Regions from separate parts of the Gossypium arboreum genome. Here region 2 is linked to region 1. Evidence: chromatin contacts called from public Hi-C data. All regions are on one chromosome and are shown on one strand. Each heading gives the region's core, a stretch centred on a gene start, on an enhancer-like site or on the middle of the called end of the contact. The rest is flanking DNA. Distances are from core to core; before and after follow the strand shown. Region 1 holds the start of LOC108477132. Region 2 holds the start of LOC108487804 (josephin-like protein).

Evidence for each region. Hi-C and Micro-C count contacts between places; a contact is called where the count stands out from the background.
Region 2: a contact with region 1 is called in a Hi-C map of leaf, with 4 times the contacts expected there. The contact joins the promoter of LOC108487804 here to the promoter of LOC108477132 in region 1. A contact is called at or near these places in 2 of 5 Hi-C or Micro-C datasets (both in leaf).

The regions. Positions count from the first base shown.
Region 1 is chr7:87,207,857-87,215,621 of ASM2569848v2, reverse strand. LOC108477132 reads left to right here and starts at 4,108. Exons shown (of 2, transcript XM_053031059.1): 1 at 4,108-5,548; 2 at 5,632-6,152. The coding sequence starts at 4,392. The coding sequence ends at 5,546.
Region 2 is chr7:87,373,930-87,381,694 of ASM2569848v2, reverse strand. LOC108487804 (josephin-like protein) reads left to right here and starts at 2,842. Exons shown (of 1, transcript XM_017792158.2): 1 at 2,842-3,618. The coding sequence starts at 3,058. The coding sequence ends at 3,444.

The DNA of each region.
Region 1 (7,765 bases), core at 2,859-5,358:
GCTTCAATTGTATTATCATTATTTGTGGCTAGTCCATACTACTGGCTACTCATTTGCACTTATACTGGCAGTTTACTGCATTACTTCTTACTGATGGTTTATCCATAACAAACTTCGGGTTGCACTATTTGAAGTTTGGTAGATGAATTTTGGGGAACTCATGGTTTGTAATGGATGGTTGGGTAAGAAAAATTTGCATTACATCATACACATGACATGTTCATACATTGATTGGTTAAGCCATGTACAATTCTGAAATGACACTATTGAATCTTATCCGTTATGATTGGTTGTATGATTGTACCTTATATTGACTCACATTGAGCTTTCATAAGCTCACCCCTTGAGTCTAAAACTTCTTAAGTAATGCTTGACACTAGGACCGGACCTGACATGCAGATGACTTTTTAGACATCGGACTATTTTATTTATATCGAATTATTTTTTATAATTTTTCACTGGTTTTGAATTGTAAAATTATTATTTGGACTATGGTTTGGTGGTTTTTGGTTTGGGATTTTTATGCATGCATTATTCATTCGAATAGTTTGAATTTAATAACCAGTAATTGCATGTTACTCGACCTAAAGCAAAACCCGACATACTTACAAATTTTCGTTGTCTTAGAACAAAATGGGTTTTTCATAAATAAAAACGACAACTCAATTGTTTTTCAAAAATGTTGAGATTGATTAATAAGACGGACTCTAAGTAAAGTTGGCCTAATTAATGAATGTTTTAATGTACATCAAGTTCAAAAGTAGCGATTTTCCTAAAGATAGATTGATTAGGGTTTTCATAAGTAAAATGAACTACTTAGCCATTTCGGTGGCTAATGTAGCTTTCATGATTCGACCACAGCGTCTAAGCCAATTTAGAGAGGTTACAAAAATAGCCTCCACAGCAATCTTCATTCTCTCATCATATATCCTTCTTATTGTATCAACGTATCAACAATAGTTTTGATATTTATCCCTATTTTTTTTATTAAGTACATGTGAACTACCACATTAGTTACCATATTAGTAGAGTTAAAATTTTAATGGCCTAATTAATTTTTCCAACTAAAAATTGAAGATTGAGAATCAAATTGATTTGAAAAATTAAAATTAATTAGGATCAAAATGATAAAAATGTAATTGTTAATAGTTGAATTTATCATTATACATTTAAATTATATATGAAAACTATTAATAAATCAAAATTCATGTAAATAAATAAGTTTTAATTAAAACTAGTATGATTCCCACCCATGCTTTGTGTGGGGTTAAATATTTATTTTCTTTGTTAATTATAGAATAAAATTTAAAGGTTGCAACATGCTCTAAGTTTTTGTACTATTAATATTTTGGAATTTAATTTTCATACTTTTTTATTTTCAGAAATTTAGTCTCTACTTTTTCAAGTTAAAAATGTAGGTCTATTTAATAACACTATTAAAATTCATTTGTTAAATTTCTAGGTGTGACAATTTGAAAATAAAAAGAAAATCACTTGGCATTCATGTAACAAAATGACAACGTAATAGACTTGAATTTTATAGAGAATTTTAATAGTGTTAACAACTCTTAAAAAATTCACATCAACATTGTAATTGAAATAAAATATTTAGATTAACTAATGACATTATAAAAATTAAAATACCATATTATTTTAAAATTGAAGAATAGAGATCACTATTCTTATATAATCTCAAAAATAAAAAATAAAAAGTTAGAATTAAAATCATATAATAAAATGAAATAGAATGTACATGTGTGAAGTAAGTAGTATAGTAAAATCTAGATGCTAGAGCCATAGACTTTAATAGCCTTCCGTTGTAGGTTGTTGACTATAGTAGAGTAAATGTGAAGGACAAAACATGTCGATTTCCTATCCCAACAAATTAGCATATATAAAACGTTTTGCGACGGAGAAACCACTTTACTTGGGTTTAAAACAAAGGATATATTTTGGACATTAATATTATTTGTTCAAAATGTGTAAGTGAGAATTTTATTTCTCAAAATATATTTTTTAGGACTCATGCATTGTTAAAATTAACACATTGCTCTATGAGTGTATATGCATGATATCTTGATATTTATAGATGCTAAGTTTAAGGGTAGAAAATTTGACTAATATAATTGTTTTATAGTTTGCATTTAAAATAATGATAAAAATGTTATATTATAGGTATAATAATTTGGGTTTGATCCCAAAAAATTTCATATCACACACTCAATTATAAAAGAAAGTAGCAAAAGTCGACTATATAAAATTTTCATAATAAATATAAGTCTCAAGTTAGAATGCTTTAATGGGTATATACTCAAGGAAAATATGAAAAAGTAACGTTTGTAATCTACTCTAAAGCTTCTCTCCTCTTAAAACATTGCTTCTTCGCTTTTTCCACTTCTCTCTCTTTGGAAGTCGCTTAAATCCTGAGATTTATTTACATCCAATTTGGTTACGTTTTTTGTAAAGATTAAAATCGTTTTCATATTCTTTTCTGGCCTTTGTGGTAAGTTGTAATGGCAAGTGCCCCATTCAGCTTAGCCACGAAAAGACTGAAGGAGGAATTGGACAAAATCATGTGGTGGTGAAGACTATGATACTCGAAGTAGAATATATTTATAATTACATATATTCAAGAATAAATCCTGAAACAGGTAAAAGTAATGGTAGCTTTGGATTCTAAGGAGGGCTTCTGCAATTCAGAAGAATAATTTTATGAATGAGAAAACTTGCAGTTGAAGCCCCTTTCTAATAATTTAGTAAAATAAGTCAAGAACATTTAACTTAAAAAAAAAAAATGGTCGGCCACTTGAAATAGGGAACATGCACGTGTGTAACCACGTCCACAAGATATTTATAAGCCTCAAGCTTCAATATAAGGGAGGAAATTATTTATATATAATTTCTCCTCTTCAATTTATGCTGCTATGGTTGATAATTCATTTTGATTAAGGTGGCTGACATGATTGAATGGGAGTTTTAATTTACAATTTAATTTACCTGAATTTGTCAATTAATCAGGCCCAACAAAACTATGGCTTGGTGCTCGGTTAAAATTTCGGCAACACTATATGCCCATACTTTTCTTTGAAATCTCTATAAAATTAAATTTCCTTTAAAAATTTATTCAATTAATAGATAAACTAGTTATTTTACATTATATCAAAGAATAAATTAGTCTTTCTATTATACTATTAAAATTAATTATTATACATCAACATGAAGGGCCCCAACCCTTAAAATAGAAAATATTTTTTTTACTCTTTTATAATTTATAAAAATTTAAATTAGTAATGAAAAATTTACATTTTACCCCAAAATGATAAACATTTGATTTTATCTTTTAAAAATTATAAAATATAGGTTATCGAAATGATAAAATTGTATTTTTACTATCATAAAAATATACAACTTAATTACACCTCCACAAAAATTGGCTTTACTTTTATACACGTGACATGTTACACGTCACTATCAACCATGCTAATTTTTAACAATACAGATAAATAAATTTTTATCAATAAAACCAATTTATTTTTAATTTAATATAAAAAAACTAATTTATAAAATCAAAAAATGCAATACAATAATAGAGAAGAAAAAATTTCTTATAGCTTATAAGGTTAACATTGATTTCTTATACTTAAATATAATAATACTTCACCATAATAATAAATCTTAGGTTTTTCTGTTCATAATTATAAAAATGGAAAGAAAGATCGAAAAGTGACAAACAAGAAATAAATGACATTCACTCTCACTTTCGGTTAAAGGTGGTAACTAAATTGGCTTCAACCCTAACTTATGATTAAATTTATGTTTTTTTTTTTTATTTAAAATTTTCAATTCAATATTTAATTTTGTTAGTATTTCTCGATAAAATTTTTCAATTTGACATATTATTTAAGTTGTCTTCATATTATATGAGATATGATTAACAAAAATTAAACATTTTGATAGAAACCATCAACTATGTTGATTAAATTAAAATTTTAAATAAAATTAAAAAAATGAAGAGTTAATACTTTAAAATTATAAGCAAAACATTGGAAGAGCAATAATGTCATCTAAAAAAACGACAAGTAAGGATATGATATGAAATGAAAAAGGATGTTATAAAGGAATTAGAGAGGGAAATGGAGATGGGAATGTGCAACTGTGAAGTTGCGTTACAACTACTCCTAAAACTTTATTCTTCCATTCCGTGCCCCCACTCTTACACACACTGCAATCATCTTCCCCTTTCCATGCTTCCTTTCCTTTCTCTCTCGTCTCTCCGTCGTAATTTACAGCTTGATGCCCTCTTAAAACTATAACCACAACCTAATTAACCTCATTCTGAAAAAAGAATAACAATAAAGCTTTTTCTTTTGTCAAGCTCTGTCTGTGTATCAATGGCAAAAACCAATTTTGGGTCATTCTTCAACAAGTTCCTATCTCTCTTCATCCTTCTTCTTCACCTTGGTTGCTTCATTTTCACTGCCAAAGACCACCAAAAACCACCTAAGAAACGCAAACATTGGCCGCTTTCTCCTTCCTCTCCTTCTCATAAGCCCCACGCCAATAAATCTCTTTCTTCAACTTGGTCTTATCTCAAACGCATTTTTACTTCTTCTAAAGCCAATTGCAAAAACACCATCCCAACACACCCAACAGCCGCCCCCACTCCTGCGTTAACCTCTGCCAGAAACTCCCAACAATCCCTTGTCTCTATGGTTATTCTGCCCGAAACTCATTTATCTGAGACCTCTCTTCCTCCACCTCATCCGGAATCCGACATCTCTTCTGACAACCCCTTCTCCCCTCTACGTAATGATATCTTCCCCTGCACTGCTTGCGGTGAGGTTTTCCAAAAACCCCATTTTCTTGAGCAACACCAGGCCACCAAACACGCCGTCTCCCAACTCCTTGATGGTGATTCAGGGAAGAACATAGTCCGGATCATTTTCAAAACAGGTTGGACCGACAAAGTTAGGAACGCTGAAATCCATCGTATTTTGAAGATCCATAACAGCACAAAGATTCTAGCGAGGTTCGAAGAATACAGGGAGCTTGTGAAAGCGAAAGCTGCTAGGAATGGTGCCGTAGTGGGGAGACGAGACGAGAGGTGCATAGCCGATGGGAACGAGCTGTTGAGATTTTACTGTTCAACATTCATGTGTGATCTGGGACTTAATCCATTGAGTTCCGGCATTTGCAGCCAGCAGTATTGCAGCGTCTGTGGGATAATCAAGTCTGGCTTTTCACCAAAGATGGATGGAATCTCCACGCTATCAACGAGCTGGAGAGCACACATGGCGGTCCCTGAGGATGTAGAGGAAGAGTTCAAGTTCATGAACGTGAAACGGGCCATGCTTGTCTGCCGGGTGGTAGCGGGTAGGGTGGGGTCAGAAGGGGATGAAACAAACAAGGAGGATGGCGGATTTGATTCGGTGATAGGGAGGGGAGGGGGGAATATGGTACATCATACCAAGGTTGATGAAGAAGAGCTGCTAGTTTTCAATCCAAGGGCTGTGCTGCCTTGCTTTGTGATTGTGTACACTGTTTGAGTGTAAGTAATCTAATTTTCCTCTTTAATCTCATTTAATCACTTGGGGGGGCAGTGAATGGGTTCATGGTGTTTTTGTTTGACAGGTTTTTGCATATCTGCCTTTATGACCGCAATAGAAACAAACGGGTTTGCTGCTAAAATTAACCATATGATGGAGATTGCTGTGATGCTATAATAGAATGTGCCTGCTTGGTTAATTAGGATAAACTGTGTGTTTAGAGAATGTGAGATTGTAAATCTTGTGTTTGGATCAAATTAGTAGCCTTTCTTTCTGTATTTATGGAAAAGTCAGTTTTGTACTATGATGTTAGATCTAATTTCAAGTTCATCATACTTATTATAGCCACCGTGAAATAAGAGTAGTAGCTAGCTGTTGTTTTCTATATTGCAGCAGAAGTAGTTAGTAAGGAGTATAGGGAGTAGGTACAATCTTTTTGTGGGTCTTACATGTAGGACAGTGCTGCTATATGTAAAGGGCAACACTAATCAATCAGTACCTCTGGAACTGGACCCCTACTGATGATTGCCGCCAACTTAAGTTACTGAGGCCGGGAAAGTTGAAGAAAACTCTGTTATTAAGTTACGAGGTCTTTTTTTTTAACAACACTGCACCCCTTATTTCTGTTTTCTTTTTCACCGCCTTAGTATCTAACAACTATTGTTTTTAGGTAAAAACAACCCCACTTTTTCACTTTTAGGCAAAACGGAGATTGTATTGGAACCTCAAATAGGAGAGGTATAGTTTTTGAAAAATTTATGCTCAGTTTTTTATTTTCGGGTTTTTTTCCAACTTCAAAGAGACTTTAAAGAGATTCCAACGAGTTCATGAAATTTGGAAAGTGTCTTGTCACCAAGGAAATATTGAGTATTTAGCCACCAAGCTCCTTGGTGGTCAGACATTCCTTGAACTCCATCAACTTATTAAGCTCTACACAAATTTGAGAGATAAACTCCGAAAATAAAATTAAGTCAATTCATCTACCGTTTGAGGGCTCAAGATTGACTTGCCCTCAACAAGATTTGGGGTTAATATGCCGTTTGGTATTTATCATTATATTTATAATTTTGTAATATTTTATGTATCATTAATTTTAACAATTTATATTAATTATTTAAAAGGTATTTCAAATTTATATTTTATATATAATTATACTAAATTAAGCATAATATATCATTTGGCACCTAAATTTGATATTTTTTAGGTATTTGTGCTTTTTTTATCTAATTTAGTATTTGTATTTGACCAAAATATATATTTTGGTATCCAAAAGTAACCATGTTAATTTTTAGTGTTTAATTTGGGTTTTCAGAATTGATTTGATGAAAGTTAATTGTTAAAAACATTATTAGGTTTGAGATTTTCTTGATTTTGTTAATAGAATAAATTTAGTATTAACTATGAATTTGTCAAATTTGTTAGTTCGATGGATATCATTTAATTTGAGTTTTAGGGTTAAATTGATGAAAGTTAATTGTTAATATATTATTTATTTATAAATTTTATCAAATCAATTTTAAAACCTGAATTAAATATTAAAAATTAAGATTGTCACCTTTAGGTACTAAAATATATAACTTTTGTCAAATACATGTATCATGTTCGACCAAAATAACATAGATACTACATTAGAAAAAGGTGACAACTCATGTACCAAATTAACCAAATTATGTATTAAACCTTTAAATTGACTATTTTTTTTCAACATCATATTTAAGAAAGATATTTTAACTTTTAACCATAATGTTTCATAGCAATGTCAAATACTTAAAATTAACAAACAATACTTTATTTTCAAATTATTTATTTGGGAATTAAAATATTTGGATTTGGATTTCAAAATTTTAGCTTAAATTTATGGTTTATGATTTCATTATTTCCAACTTCATTATTTGGGAATAAAACATTTGAAATTCAAGATTTTGAATTAATTCAACTTTTGCATGAATAATTAAAATTTAGATTTTATTTCAACTAATTCTAAGATTTAAAATATGTTTTTTTAATTTAATTATTTAGAGGATTTTGAACATTGTTGTTTGAGCCGAACTAGACCAACTACTAGTTGGATTGGAAATTGGGCAAGGTATCGGTTGACCCGAGAATTAGCACGAACCAATTGATTGAGCGGATGAATTGGTCAAATCATTTTTTTAAATTTTTTAATGATTTATTTAATAGAATTGGACGAACTAGATCGATCGAACTGGTCAAATCGG
Region 2 (7,765 bases), core at 1,593-4,092, 170 kb before region 1:
TAATAAGAACGAAGTCCTTGAACCACTAAAAGTAACAATTCTTTGAGGGCTCCCTCTGTGCTTCACCTTGTGATTTCTTCGTCGGCGTTGGACATTGAAACGCCTGAAGAATTTGATGTTAAAGATTCTTTCTGCTTATTATATTAATGGGCCAAATATTGTAGATTTTTGAGCTTTTTGCTTATTAATTTCAAATTTCTAATGCTGGCTCAATTCAGTTATGGCTTCGGTGCATGCTAGTTTCACATCTGTTGTCAGTAAGAATGGCAACCGTTATTCTCCTACAAAGTTTCCTAGTACAACCTTCTTTCCTGGATTTGATGTGGTCGGGCGTGTTTCAAGTGCTTGTAAGAAGGAAATATGTCTCTTTGCTATGAGTTCTGGACCTAAAGCCACATTAACTTTTGATCCTTCAACAACCAGTTGGGAGAGAAGCAAACAGTGGCAGCATACCATCGATCCCATATCCCCTAATTTTATGCCATTTCCAACCTTTTAAGAATGTTTCCCAAATAGCTCAAAGGAATGCAGGTTAATGTGGTTAATATATATGTATCTTGCTTGTTCTGTTTTCTTTCCCTTTTTGCTTGACATAGTTTTTTGAATTTTGATGCATGGTCAATCTTTCAGGGCAGTTATTCATGTACAATCTGGCCATGTACTCAAGGTTCCCTTTCGAAAGGTCCATCTGACTGGAGATGGCCATATCACTTCTGCAATTGGTGCAGCCAACGTTGGGGCTCTTGGCACAGCACTTCTCCGTTAAGCGATTCCAATGGAGCACCTTGGGTTGCCAAATAGAGATGATGATGAGAAGGCTGGAGTAATAGCATATAAGATAGCTGCTCATGCTGCTGATGTAGCCAAAGGTCATCCGCATGCTCCGGCCAGGGATGATGCATTAAGCAAGGCAAGGTTTGGGTTCCGATGGCTGGACCAGTTTGCTTTATCACTGGACCCCATGACTGCCATGTCCTTCAATGATGAAACCCCGCTATCTGAAGGTGCCAAAGTGGCTCATTTTTGCTCCATGTGTGGACCAAAGTTTTGCTCAATGAAGATAACAGAGGATGTTGGAAAGTAGGCTGAAGAGCATGGTTATGGGAGCCCTGAGGAAGCTGTGCGACCAGGGGATGGATGCTATGAGTGCTGAATTCTTGCCTGCTAAGAAATCTGTTAGTGGTGAGCAACATGGTAAAGTTGGTAGAGAAATCCACGTACCAACTAATTATGTCACCTACTCTGGTAGGTGAAGGTCAGTACATCGGGGTTCTTTTTTATTGAAATTCTGGAAGGTATTATATGCACCGAAAATATTACTCTAGTAATTGAAGTAATCCTGTGATTACAAATGAAATGAATCCATGGTAAAATTAGTCAAATACTTTAAAATATTCTTTTTTCTTTGAAGGAAAAAATGAGCACATAATTTATGCCACTAGAATTTCAATGCACGTTTTATTTATGGTTTTGACGTTATATTGATGCAAAACGCACCAGGGGTGCCTGTATCTTCATTTAGCTCATGGCATTCGGCCATGAAGCTGGCAGATGAGGCTGAGAAAGTCCCTTTGAACCTGAACAGGATAATGCCTGTATTTTGCTCAATAAGCATCAAGTAGTTTGACCAGATTTGGTTGAATGAAGTAAATGAACAATGCTATTATATTATTTGGCTAGTTAAAATAATACAAAGAATAGAAAAGGAGTAGTTATAAAATGATCTAAATAAAAATATTTTATTTGTAATATTAATTATTATTATGGATAAGTAGTAGTTAATACTATCCAAAGAAAGTAGGGAAAATTTTGCTCTTGCAGAGGCTATATTTTCACTACAAAATGTATCTACTTTGAGCCAAGTATTGACAAAAGGATAATAGAAAATTAATGAAAGGGAAGAGGTAGGGGTGGGCTTTGGAAAAGTAGGCATTGGTATAATTTGGAAGGTGATCTTAATTAACTCACCTGTGTTTTAAGGATTTTGAAGAAGTTAGGGCAGTCTTTGATTGATATCATTAGTCATGATATGATGGGCAGGTTTTGCTTATTACAAAAAAATGACTGTACACAAGAATGTGAATATTGGAAACTCCTATTCCATTTGTGCTTTGAAAGATTGAAATGCAGTTTAATTTATTGAACCATGGTCGTGATTTGTGAGGATAAATCCCTCAAACAACTCTTGCATCCAAGCAAATTATCAAGGGATATTGTTCTGAAGGGTTCCATTTCCAAGGGTCTAAAATGTTTTTATCAAAATAGATTTACCTAGTCAATTTCATTTTTCTCTGTGGACCATCCTCTTTATAGAATCCAATTGAAGGGAGCCGTGGAAAATCAAAGAAAACTCCCCTAAGATTATGCATTTGTTTATTTATCCTTTTCATCTTTTTCTAAAGCCTTATTGCCAACTTCTTTCAACATTTTTATTATTATTTTGCTGATAAATATCCCACTCGTGTGTACATAAGAACTCCCATGTCCCCACCAAATTACACAGACAATGATAGCATTTGTTGCTTTGCAGACATGGGCATCTTGCTAACTTACTCATGATGTAATGATTTTGTAAACCAAAAACAGGCATGATTCCCACTATATACACGTACGTAATGCAGGTGGATTTTTAAGTTTGTTTTAGAAAGAAATGGACATAAGAGCTACTTACTTCAAACACCTTCAATCTTGCTTCTTTTCCTTTTAATCATTCCTCATAATCCATTGCAGGGTACGTTCAAAAAAAGAAAAAAAGAAAAAGCAAACTACAGATAGTATCCCTTTCAAGAAAAGTTACCCCCTGGTAAGTCCATGATTTGGTTTTGATTACAAAAACCACTTCATTATTGAAGTCTTGGGGTCAGATTTTAGTTTGTAACTTTTTTTTAATTTATCGTTTCTCTTTCTTTACCTTGACCTTTTTTGGGTTCACTTTTTCAGCAATCTCTCCTTTTATATTCCTTAACCCACACCTCCGTTTTCTCTCCATTGCTTTAACTGCAACTCCCCCATCTCTTATATATATATTCTCTCTCGAAGGTCAGCTGACTGCTGAAGATGTCAACTAAAGTGAGTCAGAAAACGGGAAACAAGGCAACTGGTAGTACTATCATACACAAGTCTAATACCAGTGCTGCAGGGAATAAAGGGGTTCCGAGGTCCCGGAGTTACGGTTTCATGCGATGTAAAACATCGAAATTTTCACCGGTAAGGTTTCTGAAGCATCTTGGTGGTAAATTAGCCAGAGGTTTACATGTTGTGTCCATGAAAATCAGGCCATCTCCTAAGGTTTCTTCTTCATCTGGAAGATCAAAGCCATTTGTAACACCTGTTGATTCTCATAGAACTGCTGCCATCGAGGACTGCATCGAGTTTATCAACTCTTCTGCTTCTTTGCCTCGATCAAATTCCGTTTCTGCTAATCCTCATTGTCTTTCTCTTTAGATAATGAATGTAAATCATTCCATATATATTTAATTTAACTGTGAAAAAGATAAATAGAGCATCGGTTTTGTTTGTTTTAAGTATTTTGAGGTGTTTTCGTTTTATAAATTTATGGTGAAGACTCTTAGACAAAATTTTAATTTAAAATAAACCTGATTTGTTGAGAGCTGGGCACCTATGCAGCTGTATATTTTGTTATTAAATCCATTAGGCTTTTTTTCTAGATCTTAATCTTTTTACGGTATTAGAAGATGACAAAGAAACCAACTATAGTGGTTGAGACAGCAATCACATGATAGTGTTTTCCAAACCAAGCGTGCGCATTAAAATTCTTTGCTTTTTTAATTTTTCTTTGAGACGGAATTGGATGAACATGCCTAGTTTTGTTAAGTGCAAGACCAAAATTGACATCCCAATAGTTGACATTCGTCCTCATATGCCAATTGGAGCCCAACAATGAAGTCCTCCATTATCCATCTTGTCCACCACCAAAAGCTTGATTTGAAACCCCTTTTTTAAACAACAAGATCATGTTTGGGATTTGGGTTCTACATTATCCTTCCTCCTCCATTTACTGTGTTGGTAAGCTTGGTTGGCCTAACCTTTGTTCTAAACAGTCTCTAAACAGCAATATGCTAGCTAATCTGACGTTGAATTATGTCGACTATGACAGAAATGAGTTAGGTACCTGATGTAATTGCTTTGTTTGTCCAATGTTGTCAGTTTCCTAAATATCTTGTCAGATGTTAAGATGAATATAATTACTCAAAAAGACAGCAAACCCATGCTTTATTTTTCACCTAATCATGTCATTGCAACTATAGCTGGCAATGTTTCAAATTAGAAGCTGTCAACTTATGACAAGTACAGGAATGTTAAAAAAAAGGCCTGTCAACAAATAGTGAGGTAATTCCTAATTCTATTCAATCACTTATAGAGCAATTTCTGTTTATTTCACTCTTTTTGCATGAGATGTTGTCATATACAGTCACCATTTTTGCAGACAAAATCTATCAGGTACAGTAAACTAAATATGTTGTTCAACTTTTGCTTGCTTTAATCTAGTGTTCTAAAACCTACGGCCACTTCAATTCACAAGTCAAATCGGGATTTTTATCTACATAATATAAAATTAAAAACAATTGAAATAGTATGTTTCAAAAATTATGTATCAAAATGATACATTTAAAGAGGTGCAGGTAGTGCATAATCGGTACTATTCTAGAATTTTTACAGAATTTGCAAGAAAATAAAAAAAATAAAAAAAATGGTGGAGGCAGCTTAATAGGTGGTACTTAAAGAAAATACAGGTCAAATACGACTCGTATATGGTAAAAATTGAACCTAAAACTTGACCCGCTGTCATAGATGTGACAACACAATGGGTCACGCATAGAGAAGAGGTGGCACCTAATGGTCATGCCTTGGGCACAGGCATCACCCACTGGTCATGCCTTCGACAGAGGCGGTGCCACTGGTCACACCATCTCCATAGGCGACACCGGCCTACAGTGTCAGGCGATGGGACGGGTCATAGCTTCAGCTCATGAGTTGTGCATTTGGGGACCTTATAATGGTCCCCAATGCCCAATTTTTAGCCAGAAAAGAGAAAGTTTTTGAAGAAAGGAAGAGAAGAAGAAGAAGGAGAAGGAAAAGGAGAGGGCGGGAAGAAAGAGAAGGGAAGGGAAAAAGAAAGAAAAAAAAGAAGAAGCACAATAGAGAGAGGGAAGGAGAAAGAGAAGGAAAAAAATAAATAGAAAAGGAAAGGAGAGTTTGTTGTTTAGGGAAGATTAGGTGTTTTAGAAAAGGTAATTTTTTTATAAATTAAAGTTAATTTATTTTGTTTTTGTTGTTATTATTGTTAATTTAATTTGGATATAATTTTTAATTTTATTTTTGTAAGATATTATTTGGTTAAAAGAGCTATTAAAATATGTTTGTATTTATTTTGTATTTTCATTCATTCATAATTTATTTCTAATATTTATTGAAGTAATAAAGCCTATTTATGTTATGTACAAATAATGTTTTGTTTTTTTATGTAATTTATTTGTTATGTGTGTTTTAGGTTGATTAGATTTATTTTTATGTAATTTTTTGACATGTTATTTTGATTATTTTAATATAATTTTTATTTTTTATGTAAGTAAAAGATGAGACCATTGATATGGAATTAGTGAATGAGACCATTGAGTTGGAATTTATGAGATAAATTAGAAATTAGTTTATATGTTCTAATTTTTAAGATTTTATAATTGAGAATAAGAATTTATGTTTTTAAATTTTATTTTATGTTTTTTTATAAATATTATAAATGAATTTTCTTTTGAATCCTTCTATGCAAAAAAAATTATATTTTTTTAACAATAATTAAGTTCGCATGTTATTATATATATATATATATATTATATTTTAAACCAATACATTTTACTTATTATCATTTTAAAATAATAAAAAATATTTGTATTTATTATGTTGAGATAATTTGTGTTATGTTTTTGTTATATATTTTTATTGGCATGTTATTTTTATTATTTTAATATAAATTTTTATTTTTATGTAGGTAAAAGATTAAACCATTGAGATGGAATTTGTGAATGGGACCATTGAGTTGGAATTTATAAGATATATTTATTTTGTTAATGTAGTATAGCAAAAATATGATGTGGACAAAATTGTTTGGTATTTTTTGTAATCAAAAGCAATATATAAAATTTAGGTATTTTGATAAATATTTAAAATCTATCAAACTTTGAAATTAATAATCGAAATTTGTTTTGAAATTGTAGGTATCGCAATGGGTTTATTGATTAAGAATGATGGTCGCATATCAAACACAGTTAATAATATGGTAATATATTGTTATTTGTTAATCACGGGTTCCTTTAAAAAAAGATCTACGTCATTTACGGAAATAAATTATGTTATTATAACTATTTTTTGTAATTTAATAGTGTCAGGGCCCGTGCCGCGCATTAAGGGGTCAGGTGAATGGTTTAGGATATTCCCCGGATGAACGACTGATGCCATACTTGGAGTTAGCTAGATTCGGGTCAACAACGTTGATTCGGATGTTTGATTTGCGGTACGATTTAATATCCGCATTGGCCTAGCCTTGGCGCCCGGAGACCCACACTTTTCATTTGCTATGTGGGGAGTGCATTGTCACTCTGGAGGATGTTGCATTGCAACTTAGGCTCCCAATCGACGGGAGTGACATAACGAGCGTAAGTACGATAGCTGAGCCAGTTGCCCTTTGTTATAGCCTACTGGGATTCTCGCCCAACGATGCTGAGTCCAAATTTATGGGTGATAATACTCTAGAATGACATATTTTATGTTCTAATTGCATGTTTATTTTGAGTATGATCCTACTAATTTGGGTTATTTTATGATCTTTTATCTTTTAGGGACTGAATTGAAGGTAAAATTAAATTTAAAGGCAAAAAGTGTGAATTTGGAGATAAAGTGGGCCAACATGCGAAGTAGGAGAGAAATGGCGCCGAAAATGCAAAGTGTGGAAGACTTTTGAGGCTGAAATACAAAAGAAGAGATTTTATATCACAAGACTCTATTCAATGTTTTATTATATTAGGATAATTATTAAGGATAATTATTTAAATTTACGATTTAGGATTTATTTTATTTATCTTCAATTATCTTTAATTATATTTAATTATTTGTATTTATTTCTAGGAATTTAATTAGGAATAGACTAGGTTTCTCAGTACTATAACTAGGGGATAAAGTGACACAAATTTTGCCTATGTTTTTTTGTAGCACTCTCTCCCCCATAAATTTAGTCTTTTCATATTTCAATATAAAATTTCCCTTTCCATTATTTTTTGTTTTTCCCCAAAAATCATGAGCCACTAAATCTAATCTAGCCAAAGGTAGTCAAAATTCCCCAAAAAGATTTATGAGGCTTAGAATCTGCGCTTAGCCTTCTCAACAGGGTATTAATCGCTTCTTCACATTTCGGTGCTGACTCTTCCGTCCATGTCCCTTAATAGGTGATCTTTTCAACTTGTGCAAGGAACGACAGCTTTTTACGTTTTGGGAAGTTTGCACAGTCAGTTTGTTGGCTTTCTGCGTTAGAGGTTGACGAGTCCAAGAGACAAAATGGCGTGGTATTCGCCATTGGGAAGTGATGATCTAGCAGAAGATAGTCCCATAAAAGCAATTACTGGCTAGAGTCAGGTTCTACCAAATCTTAAGTCTAAATTCTTGGAACCGGTAGTCGTAGGCGTCCTCTTCCACTATAACTGGCTTATTCTGCTTGAGAAGGATCACTTAAAAGCCAAGGATTGGACCCAAGACG